Linked DNA regions of Triticum aestivum: region 2 is linked to region 1. Evidence: chromatin contacts called from public Hi-C data. All regions are on one chromosome and are shown on one strand. Each heading gives the region's core, a stretch centred on a gene start, on an enhancer-like site or on the middle of the called end of the contact. The rest is flanking DNA. Distances are from core to core; before and after follow the strand shown. Region 1 holds the start of LOC123105423 (rRNA-processing protein efg1). Region 2 holds the start of LOC123105424 (DNA-binding protein SMUBP-2).

Region 1 (5,268 bases), core at 1,773-4,272:
CACACTCAAACTCTATGCAATAATATAAGCCGAACTAAACATTAATTGATCACCCCGTGTAATGTTCTCAGAGTAACAAATTTACGCATGATATACCACTGGGAACCTAATAGCAAGTACAATGCCCAAGAGTTGTGAATCATACTTTGTACTTTTATCGGTAAGCTCATCATCTGCCTCTTCATCACTTGAACTTCCAGACATAAAGAAGTCATCTTCACTCACATCCAAGGTGTCATCGTCACTGGCTGTCTCTGTCGGGTGATGCAAAACAAAATTTAGTGATTTAGACAGTAGATATCTAGCCAACATGTGGCACATATTTCAATGTAAAGATGAAGGTTGAAGATGCAATCATAATCTAGAAAATCAATAATTGAAAGCTAATCAAGAGGAACATGCACCTTCTAAGTCCTTTCCATTTGCTGCAGCAGCGATGAGATTCTCCTTGATCTGTTTACGCCATGTATTCCTTTTCTCCACAATATCTGGGGTATTACCCCCGGTGAATAAAGGGAAATATTTTTCTTCCTTTGGGAAAAACTGCACCACCAAAGATAAATAACCTTTAGATGAAAATTAAAGCAGGCTCAATGATTCTAGAACAAGTACCAGCCATGATGGAGACCGAGGATACTCCTTGGTCCTAAAGAAATATACTAAATCCCATGCCAAAAAAATGGTTCAGAAAGCAAGAGAAAGAACATCAGTGAGCTTACTCTAACATATTCAAGATCTTCTCGCAATGTTGCCAGCTTGTTGCTGGCCTCATCAGCATTTATCCGTTGCTGTTTGTCAAGACGCCTTATCATCCTCTCAATCTTTCGCCTCTCTGTGAAGTTAGAATACCCACATCAAGAAAATGATAAGTTCATACAGGCAGACACAGTCACAAAGGACACTAGAAACGAATACGAACAGAGATAAGAGACCACCGACCAAAAAACTTTATCTTTCTATCCCTCAACTGTATTGTTCGTTGCATGGCCTCTTGAGTCTGATTCTCTTGCCGTTTCTTTAGTTCTTCCAATTTCTTCTCTTGAGCCACCCTCATGTCATTAGGAAGGTCCTGTAGATAAAATATGAAACATCTCAATACAGGGCTCAAATGTATGAAGGGCTAAGGCTAAGATGTGTTCTGCAAAATGGCACCAGATACATATGAAGAGGCCCCAAGTCTGCCAGAACTTGTCATTTTGGAAAAGCTTTGAGCATGTATTCTTTAATTTGGATTAGTGTGAATCAAAACATATGTATGTACATTAGACATCGTGCATGCCAGGTCTGGAAACATGGATATGGCCCAAAACCAGTGTATCAGGCCCAGATACTCGGATACATTCAGATATGCACAAATATGTATCTCATACGTGTCAAAGGAATTTCTATTTTTCCAAAAAAAAAAAACTGGGATACCTTTCCAGAATACGTAAAAACCCTACACTCCATCCATATACAGAACACCCCGCTGGCCCCCATGCCCACCAGAGAGCCGCCGCACTGGCCCTACCTGATCACCGCCACACCAGCAAGGATGAAGAAGGCCAGCCTCCGGTGCTCCCTCCCCGCATCTGAGAACCATCACTGATTCCACCATTTTGAGCTCCGGCACCCCTAATCCCTCCCCCTTGACCTAAGCGCCTCCAGCCCTCCACGCGAGGAAGGAGGCCAGCCTCCAGTGCTCCCTCTCCGCCCATCTGTCGCTGCACTGGAGAAAAAAGAGCTAGCCACTGCGCCACCCAACGGGTTTGAGCGCCGCCTTTTTCTCCTTCATTTACTCCCAGGCTCCGACCAGATAGACAACATTTTTCTTGGCCATGGTCAGTTGAGACTTGACCCTTTCAGTTCTTTGCCTGCTGAAGTTGGTCTTCTCATTGTCTAATGTTGTATATGCCTCGCGCTGTTTTAGGATGTGCCGGAAAATATATATATGTAACAGGCCTTTGTGGAATCACGTGGACGTCTTAGAAGGAGGTGCAGGAGGTGGAGGAATTGCACGATTCAGATGCAAGTATTGTACTCAGGAATACAAAGGAAGCTACAACAGAGTCAAAGTGCATTTGCTTGATTTCCAATAAGGGGGGCAGATCATGCCCAAACGTGACAGGGCATACTCTTTGGCGGCTTCAGATTGAAGTTGCAGTGGCAGAAGAAAACTAAGATCATATTTACACTGCATTTTCATGTTTCTATCACCTTATTAGTATTCCTAAACTGTCCTGTTTTATCTGCACTTCTGAATAAATAAACTGCTAAGCTTGTTATTCAGAAAATTAGGGCGACCTGCTAAGCTAGGATAAATAAACCGCTCATCATTGATCTAGAGTCCAAGACTGTACTCCCAAATAGAGAACAGCAATCACATGTTATTCCTGAAAATTTTCAGATGTATCTAGCTAAGGCTTCCTACACAGCATCAGATAATACGGTTTTGAAGCAACATTGGACATATACCAGTACCAAAGCAAGCATCATCAAGCCAGCTACAGCACTAACCCTCTTGAAAGTTGAAACCCTTAGAGCTGGCACTAAACACAGCCAACCGCAAGCAAAATGAGGCACCAGAGAACCATCAATGACTGCAATCCCTACACTAGCAACTGGCAATCGACACTAATCGAGCCATATTTTTAATCAACGAAGCCCAAGCAAGCACTGCTGGACTCATAACAAGCATCACCAGTCCACAAGACGCGGCTGCTGGAAGGTAGCCAGCCACAGGCGGGCGGGGAGAGCCCCAGTACCTTGCGGAGGAGGCGCTCGGTGGAGCGGATCTGGTTCTTGAGCGTAGCGGTCTTGAAGGTGGCGGCGCGCTTCCGCTTCCGGTCGGGGGCGGGGGCAGACGCCGAAGGCTTGGGGCGGCGTGCGGCCGGGGCGCGGCGGGGCTGGCCGCCGTGCGCCATGGCCGGAACCCTAGGGCGGAAGAGGAGGAAGGGGTCGTCGCTTGTGCGTGGCGTGCGGGGTGACGTCTGAATGGCCCTGGGGTTCCTCGGTTGGGTTGGGCCGGCTCGGTCTTAACTCTCGAGCGTTTTGCCCGCCCATGTACAGTACAATGCTCGGCCTGCCATGCGCAGATGCGCTTCAGCGTTGCCGTCACCGGCCGGGCTGTCAGTGACCCACAACTGTTCTTATTTTGTTCGTGTGGTGACCTAGAACTGTTGGTAGTACTCAAATGGTGACACGTCAGCTGCCTGAAATCTTTTCCTTATCTGGTGATCTTTGTCAACAAAGAGCTTGTGCTTGGCAGAGTACCATGGGGCTCTTCGGATAGGAGCCCTCGTCTGCCCAGCCAAAATATTAACGTTGACTTGAGACTTTACGTCTTTTCTCGATGGATTTCAAAGTTTTGGCATGTCAACTTATTTCAGTTTTTCCCCTCTATTTTTCGTCAATTCACTAGAGAGACGAGGTGGCCGAATTGCCCGTCAATATTTTTTGGTGCGCCCATGATTTGGCAGCTTGGGTAAGAACCAAACAACCCCATGTGTTACATATTTTGAGACTTGGTTAGGTGTGGGAATGGTTGTCTGGGAGATACAATGTTTGTAGGTAATGCTTCATCAACTTGGCAGGTGATCACCTACGGTCTAGAGGTCTTGAAGAATGGGCTGATTTCGAGGGTCGGCAATGGTCGGAGCATTCATATTTGGAGCGATCCATGATTGCCGAGTCCCCCGTCATACAAACCCATGTCACCCCAAGGAAGATACAGGATGTGTCGGGTCTCTGAATTGCTCACAGGCCGAGGCACTTGGAATCAAGATCTAATTCATCAACACTTCCTCACTAGCCGAGTCCCTCGTCGTCCTCTCCACATCCTCCTCATCAATGTTAACCCGGGTACAGAAAGAGTATGTGACCTTACTATTCCATTGGAGTGAAGGTATCTTCTTTTTACGGAAGTCTCTCCCATATGGTAACCTTCCCCTTCGATTGTTTTGGCGAATCGTCATGTCAAGGTTAGTGCTCAGTGTCCAACTTGTGAATGTGGGGTTGAGGATACTAAACATTACCATCTTCCCATGTCCGAGGGGGGAGGAAGTTTTGGAAATGTGATCGGATGAGATCATCCATACATGTTTACATTACCATTTTCCTATGTCCGAGGGAAAAGGAAGTTTTAGAAATGTGAGCGGATGAGGTCATCGATACATAAACAGTGTGTTACAGTGGATAGAGCGGTGCAAGCCTGTCTTAGACTCTGGAGCCCCATATTCATTGCCTAAGGGCCTGTTCTGATCTCCTCCAGCTTCTATCTTCTCAAAATCCTCGAGTGAAGCAGTACCGAACGGTTTAGCTCATAGAAGCTGGAAACGAGAAGCCGAGGGATCCCATAGTGCAAAAATGAGAAGCAACGAAAGCCCAGCTCCACCGAAAGGAAAAGCGAGAGTTGGATGATATTACCGACGATCTGCCACCGCTAAAGAAAACGATTTGCTGGTTCCTCGTAAGAAAAACGATTTGGTACACAATCTCTCTTCTCTCCCTCGAAATGGGCTGCATCCAGCGGCCCAACGCACTCCTAACAGGCCACTGCCCTCCAGCTGGGCTGCAGCTCCGCGAGAAGCTGTCGCTGGCTCCCGAACGTTCCTGGGTTCGCTACTTGGAGTGAGAAGCGAGGAGGAGAAGTTGATTCCCCGGAGTTCTGTGAAGCTGGGTCATTGCCGAACACGCCCTAAGTGTCTCTTGTTTTCGGACATGTTGGGTTGCGGCAAATGGTGGCAGTCGCGACATGGTACATGTAGTGGGATAGAAGGCAGAACGTACGTGGCGAGACGGTGCAAGTTCCAACGTGTTTGCAACAGCGATTATTACCCTTACCATCAATTTCTGGAAAACTGAATCCAAAGAAGGATGGATTAAGCACATGTTTTTTCTAACGGAGGCCGAATGCTTTGCGCGGCGCAACAGGAGCGGATCCTAAGGGGTTGAAACGAGGTTTCATTTTAGGCCTCTTTTGGTTCATAGGATAAGATTATCATAGGAATAGGAATCTTGTAGGAAATGAGATGACATGTATCTCAAATCATATGAGTAGGAATAGAAAACAAGATGTCATTTGGTTGACACCAAAGGAATTTTTCCATTGAGTCTAGGCTCTTTTTTATTTTCCTATAAAATGTGAAGGATAGGAACCAATCCTACGTAGGAATAGGAATCCATTCCTATGAACCAAAGGGCTCTAACGGAAAAAATCCTATAAGAATCCTATCCTCTAGAATTCTTATGAAATTCCTCCAAACCAAAGGAGGCCTTATCATGACGTCA
Region 2 (5,268 bases), core at 1,547-4,046, 220 kb before region 1:
CTGTGCATCAAGAGCACTGTCCAACACTTGCGGTAGTAAACGGGCAGGATGCCCTAACCTCACCAATTTTGTTCTACAGAAAGAAATAATAAGGATATTTAAGTAACTTAGGGTTCAGATGATTAGGTCACTAGAATCCACTTTTTGTAAGGGCTACATATATGATTATAACATTTTCTCCACAGAAACTATGGGAAGAATGATGGAAGCAAAAAATATATGTTACACTTTTTTTTAGCAACCTGTACTGTGAGAGTCGCTCAACAATGTTATCGACAGCAATGTTGGAAGCAGCACAAGCAAGAATTTTCGCTCCACGCTTGACCTCCTGCAATATTATCTCAATGATGGTTGTTGTCTTCCCAGTTCCAGGAGGTCCATGAAGCAAAAAAGCATCCCTTGATCTGAGGGCCTTCGAGATAGCATCTTTCTACACAAGAAATATGTTACATTTCTCTATATTTCATAGAACAATTGACTTTGCATGCCTACAGTTGTAAATTTATAACAGATGTTTAATTTTATAATGCTTGCTGACACTGGTACATGAAGACAAGTGTAAAAAAATCAAAGGCATGTCATAAAAAGCAAAAAACATTCATTGCAATATTTTTGATTTAGTGTTAAACAAACGTGCCTACCCCAACTTGTTTGGGACTAAAGGCCCTGTTGTTGTTGTAGTGTTAAACAAATGTAACTACAGATCCAAACAAGGATGTTGAAAAAATTATATACTAGAACTAGATTGACCTGTGCGCTGCTTCAAGAGCACAAACAAACTATGTAAGAGAACCTATCAAGATGAGTTATCCAGTTTGCCCATCAGGAGGCATCAGCTACTTTAGTTCTCAAGTATAGCATAGATGTACAATAGTATTTCAATACTCCAACAATCAATTCACTAAAAGCTTTCTCTCTGGCACTCCTACAAGGCAGGTACCAAAGCCTAACAGCATTCTTTGTGGTGTTATGATGTGGAACATTACGAAATGCATCCCAGAGTTGCAAGTTGGGTCCCATTTGGGTGTGGGTCAGTTTGCAGCTTTCACCACAAGATTGATTATACAAAAAAACAGATTCCCTTCTTTATAATGATAAGGAACCAAATCATTGCCTCATATATGATTTACTTCATGTAATGCAATTAAGCATATGATAGCAACATTAGCAAATTAGATGTTAAACCTAACTGTTCTAGACTTCTCATGAACACCAGTAGGTCCTAATAGCATATTCTTTTTTATCTACTCAAATTGGGTGGGCCAGAACTGAAATGGAACATAGGCAGCAACACAGAAGATTTTTTTTTTTAAAGTCTAACCTGCGAGTCGTCCAAATTCTTATTAAATGGACTGAACTTCACGGCATCCTTGGAACGCATAGGTGAGTTCTCTCCAAATAACACAGGAACAAGGTTTGCGGAAGGTCCTGCTTGGATGCCCTTGCTAAGTTGAATTAATGCATCCTTCATCCTGCGGTAAGTAACCTACAAGAGGGATTAATAAACGGTATGATAATGCTGGTGTGCAAGTAAAAAATAATGGATCATGGATTAAAAAACAAAGAGGTGCTAGGTGAAAAATATGCTGTGCTTGTGAAATTCTAGACAGAAACCATGCGGATTTTTTTTGGAGTACCTCATTCGCAAGCTTCTCAAGACGGAGAGGGCTATTTAATCCATCTTCAGGAATATCATCAAAAACGACGGTAATGGAAGAATCCTGTTTGTTCAGACACAACACTGCAATCAGTATGCCTACTACAATGCAAAGACTTAGATAGCCAACAACCCTTGGTTCAGAGCAAGATACCTTCAAGCGATAAACTACACCTTGCCCAAGTGCAGGGGATCCAGCATCTGCTTTGTTTGGCTTGAGGGCAACCACGTCGTGCGTCCCAAACTAGAACAGCGGAGGGGAGGGGACATAAACAAGCAAGATCAGTGCAGCTAGCAAAAGAAACAGAGTGCTAACCCCAAAAAAGTCCCGGAGATGTGATTCGTAATGAACTTGACAAGTGCAACTATGCAAGTATTTGATTAGACATTTCAGCGATTAATAACATTGCATGCTCATGCATAGATAGATTACACTACTCAAGTGGCATAATAAAGGCATATAAGAGACGATTTGCACAGCATATGTACGACGGTAAGCGATCCAGACCACATTTTCAGCAATAGTTTCTAACCAGAGTTGCAGAAATCGTACCCTCGCAAGCAGCCAAACTGAGAAGAGGGGAAAGTACAAGCAAGCTCACCTTGTGAGGTGGAAGCACGTCGCCCTTGTTGGGCTGGAACTCCAGGAGCGTCTTCCCCATCAGCCCCGTCTACTCTACCCACGAAAGGTAACACAGAGCAAGCAAGATTAGCGCCAACCAAACCTGCGCACCACTCGAGTCAGCAATGGAGCCAGCCAAATTAACCTCCGACCTACCTGGGCGTCGGTGCACTTGAGGTTGGGCATGACGGACCCCCGCCTCTCCTTCCTCTTGGAGCTCGCCTCCGACTCCGCCGATATCTCCGCCGCCTGCGCACCAAGCCGCAGCAGCAGCTCATCATCGCAGCCCATTCCAACATCGAAACAACAGGGAGGGGAAGGGCCGGAGCCGGGGAGCAAACCTTCTCCAGGTCGATGAGGGGCGCCATGGAGGAGACGAACTCGTTGAGCGACATCATCTTCCCCGCCGCCGGCCCCTTGCCGGAGCCCCGGCCCCCGCCGCCGCCTCCTCTCCGCTCCTCCATGGCCGCCGCTCCTCGGATGACTTCGCCTAAGCCCAGCCGCCTCCGGTCCCACCCCACAGCAGGAGGAAAACAGAGAGAAGCGACGGAACGTGGGCTCGGCCCACTTACACCAGCCCGGCCCGTCAGAAAAACTTACGCGCACCAGGCCCATGCGGGCCCACCGCAGCAGCAGCGCAGGAGCCAAGCAACAACCCTAGCTAAAACCCCCTCGGCCCCCTCCGCCGCGCCTCCGCTTTGCTCTGCACTCCGCAATCCCATCCGTGTCTCCCCCTCCCCCTCGGCGAAACCCTAGCACCCGGCGCGGCATGGCGGACGGCGAGGGCGGCGCCGACGGCCTGGCGGAGAGGCTCGCGGGGGCGGAGATCGCCGCGGACGGTGGCGGCGGCGAGGAGCCGAGGGTCTCGAAGAAGTGCGCCCCCTTCCTCGCTTCTTCTTATTATCCTCCGTTTCGCGCGCGTCGTCGTCTGCTCTTGCTTGCTTGTTTGTTGTGCTCCGGCTCTTGATTGTTGGCTGTTGTTGTTGGCTTGCAGCGCCCAGAAGAAAGAGGAGAAGAGGAGGAAGCAGGAGGAGCAGCGCCGGCTCAAGGAGGAAGAGAAGAAGAACAAGGTGTGATGCTGACCCTTTTTTCTCTCGTGCTACTTTTCTGATGCAGTTCTGCGGCTGGGCTCTGAGAGAGAGCTCCCTTCTTGTTTGCTGAAACACTAATATCTCCGTGTGTTGTGTCTTTTAATTGTTGTAGGCGGCTGCTGCGGCGGCGGCCGGTGGAGCGCCCCAGCAGGCGGCTGCGGCGGCCGATGATGAGGACATGGATCCTACTGTATGTCATACTGGTGCCGCTTTCTTGCTGGCGTACTATTAGCTGAATTGCGTTCTTTCCCTTTGCGGGATGTTCTGACCAATGTGTTTCTTGCTGCAGCAATATTACGAGAACAGGCTCAGGACCCTTGATGCACTCAAGGCCGGGGGTGCCAACCCCTATCCGCATAAGTTCCTAGCTAGCATCTCTGTGCCTGGATATATTGAGAAATACAAGGGCCTTAATGAGGGGGAGAAGCTTGCTGATGTTACAGAGTGTCTAGCAGGTATATATTGTTCCATTGCCCTGGGGAGTATTATTTGAGATTAGACATGGTTTTGATCTGTGGCTTTTGTTTTTCAAAGGGAGGATCATGAACAAGAGAACATCATCTTCTAAGCTCTTATTTTATGATCTTTATGGTGATGGCGTGAAGGTTCAAGTAATGGCTGATGCCAGGTAAACTTTATGGTGTCTGTTTGGATGGCTTGCCACTTTTCAGCCTGTCTATTTTGCTATCAGTACCGATCTCATGAAATGTATAGACTTCCATTCTCACATTTTTACCCATTAATAGGACCTCGGAGTTGGAAGATACTGAATTCTCTAGTTTCCATTCTGGTGTGAAGCGAGGGGATATTGTTGGTATATGTGGAATTCCAGGTATGTTAGCTTTGCTTGCAACTTAATTGATTATAACATCCACATCCAAATTTTAACTTTGAAAGAACCATACCAGTTCTTGGCTTTTGAGTTTTCATGGTTGCTACTTAATCAGCTACTTAAACACGCTGCTGCATCGCCAGTTCAGTCATTTGTGTTTGCAGTCTGATTTCATACTTGGTTGGACAAACCTTGTTTTATCAGACAGAGTGGTTTTAATTTATTTTTCTTTATAAAATAGTAAATAAGTGTGTATTTTTTATGATTGATAGTTTTTTTTGTAATTTGTATATATAGCTTATATCTGTAGCTGGTTTGTTTAACTTTTTCTTTAACAAAATTATACATGTAGGTTGTTTCTTTTTGCTGTTGAACTGTGTCTGATGACTTGGAATTCTCACGTGTTAATCATCAGGAAAAAGCAATAGAGGGGAGCTCAGTGTATTCCCACGGAAATTTGTTGTGCTCTCTCCTTGTCTTCATATGATGCCCCGGCAGGTACAAAGCAGAATCTGTTCGAAAGTTGGTTCTTGAAATTACTGTTTTTCCATCCATGCATTACTTATTTTTCAGTCTGCAGTCTTTCCTCTGGTTACTTAAGTCTTAGTTGGGTTGTTAGCTTAATTGAACTATTTACATAAGTAGTATATATTTTACAGAAGAGTGAAGGAAGTGCGGTGCCTACACAATGGGCCCCAGGAATGTGTAGGAATATCGAAAAGTATGTTTTGAGGGACCAGGTTTGTTCTCATTCTGACTCTTACTTTTCTTGCACTAAATTCTTTCTGCGATGTGGAGTAGCGGTCAAGCAAGTAGTAACTGTTAGGGATATTGCATACGGTGTTATATGCATATTTTCCTTCTTATTTACATGTAGGGAACTTGGCCTTTTGGCCCATGGAATAGATTAAGGTCCATTTCTAACTTGGTGTCATAAGCTTAGGCTTTCGTCTCCCAACTCGAGAGACCCTGGGAAACCCAACATCGACCAACCATCACCATAGATTAAGGCCCATTCCCAATAGTAACATTGTTTTTTGTAGCATAGAATTTTGTATATTTAATC

What was found. A called contact is a pair of places that touch in the nucleus more often than the background predicts.
Region 2: a Hi-C map of leaf shows a contact between it and region 1, with 8 times the contacts expected there. The contact joins the promoter of LOC123105424 here to the promoter of LOC123105423 in region 1. A contact is called at or near these places in 2 of 5 Hi-C or Micro-C datasets (both in leaf) and 1 of 1 datasets of contacts at active chromatin or transcription factors (leaf).

What each region holds. Positions count from the first base shown.
Region 1 is chr5A:624,407,684-624,412,951 of IWGSC CS RefSeq v2.1, reverse strand. It overlaps LOC123105423 (rRNA-processing protein efg1), which reads right to left and starts at 3,022. Exons shown (of 8, transcript XM_044527482.1): 1 at 2,745-3,022; 2 at 940-1,069; 3 at 720-832; 4 at 405-543; 5 at 146-254. The coding sequence starts at 2,903.
Region 2 is chr5A:624,628,466-624,633,733 of IWGSC CS RefSeq v2.1, reverse strand. LOC123105424 (DNA-binding protein SMUBP-2) reads right to left here and starts at 2,796. Exons shown (of 15, transcript XM_044527483.1): 1 at 2,621-2,796; 2 at 2,436-2,528; 3 at 2,260-2,328; 4 at 1,812-1,901; 5 at 1,638-1,721; 6 at 1,322-1,486; 7 at 243-430; 8 at 1-73. The coding sequence starts at 2,743. It overlaps LOC123105426 (lysine--tRNA ligase), which reads left to right and starts at 2,965. Exons shown (of 17, transcript XM_044527486.1): 1 at 2,965-3,152; 2 at 3,274-3,349; 3 at 3,483-3,560; 4 at 3,660-3,825; 5 at 3,905-3,998; 6 at 4,117-4,202; 7 at 4,618-4,700; 8 at 4,862-4,942. The coding sequence starts at 3,049.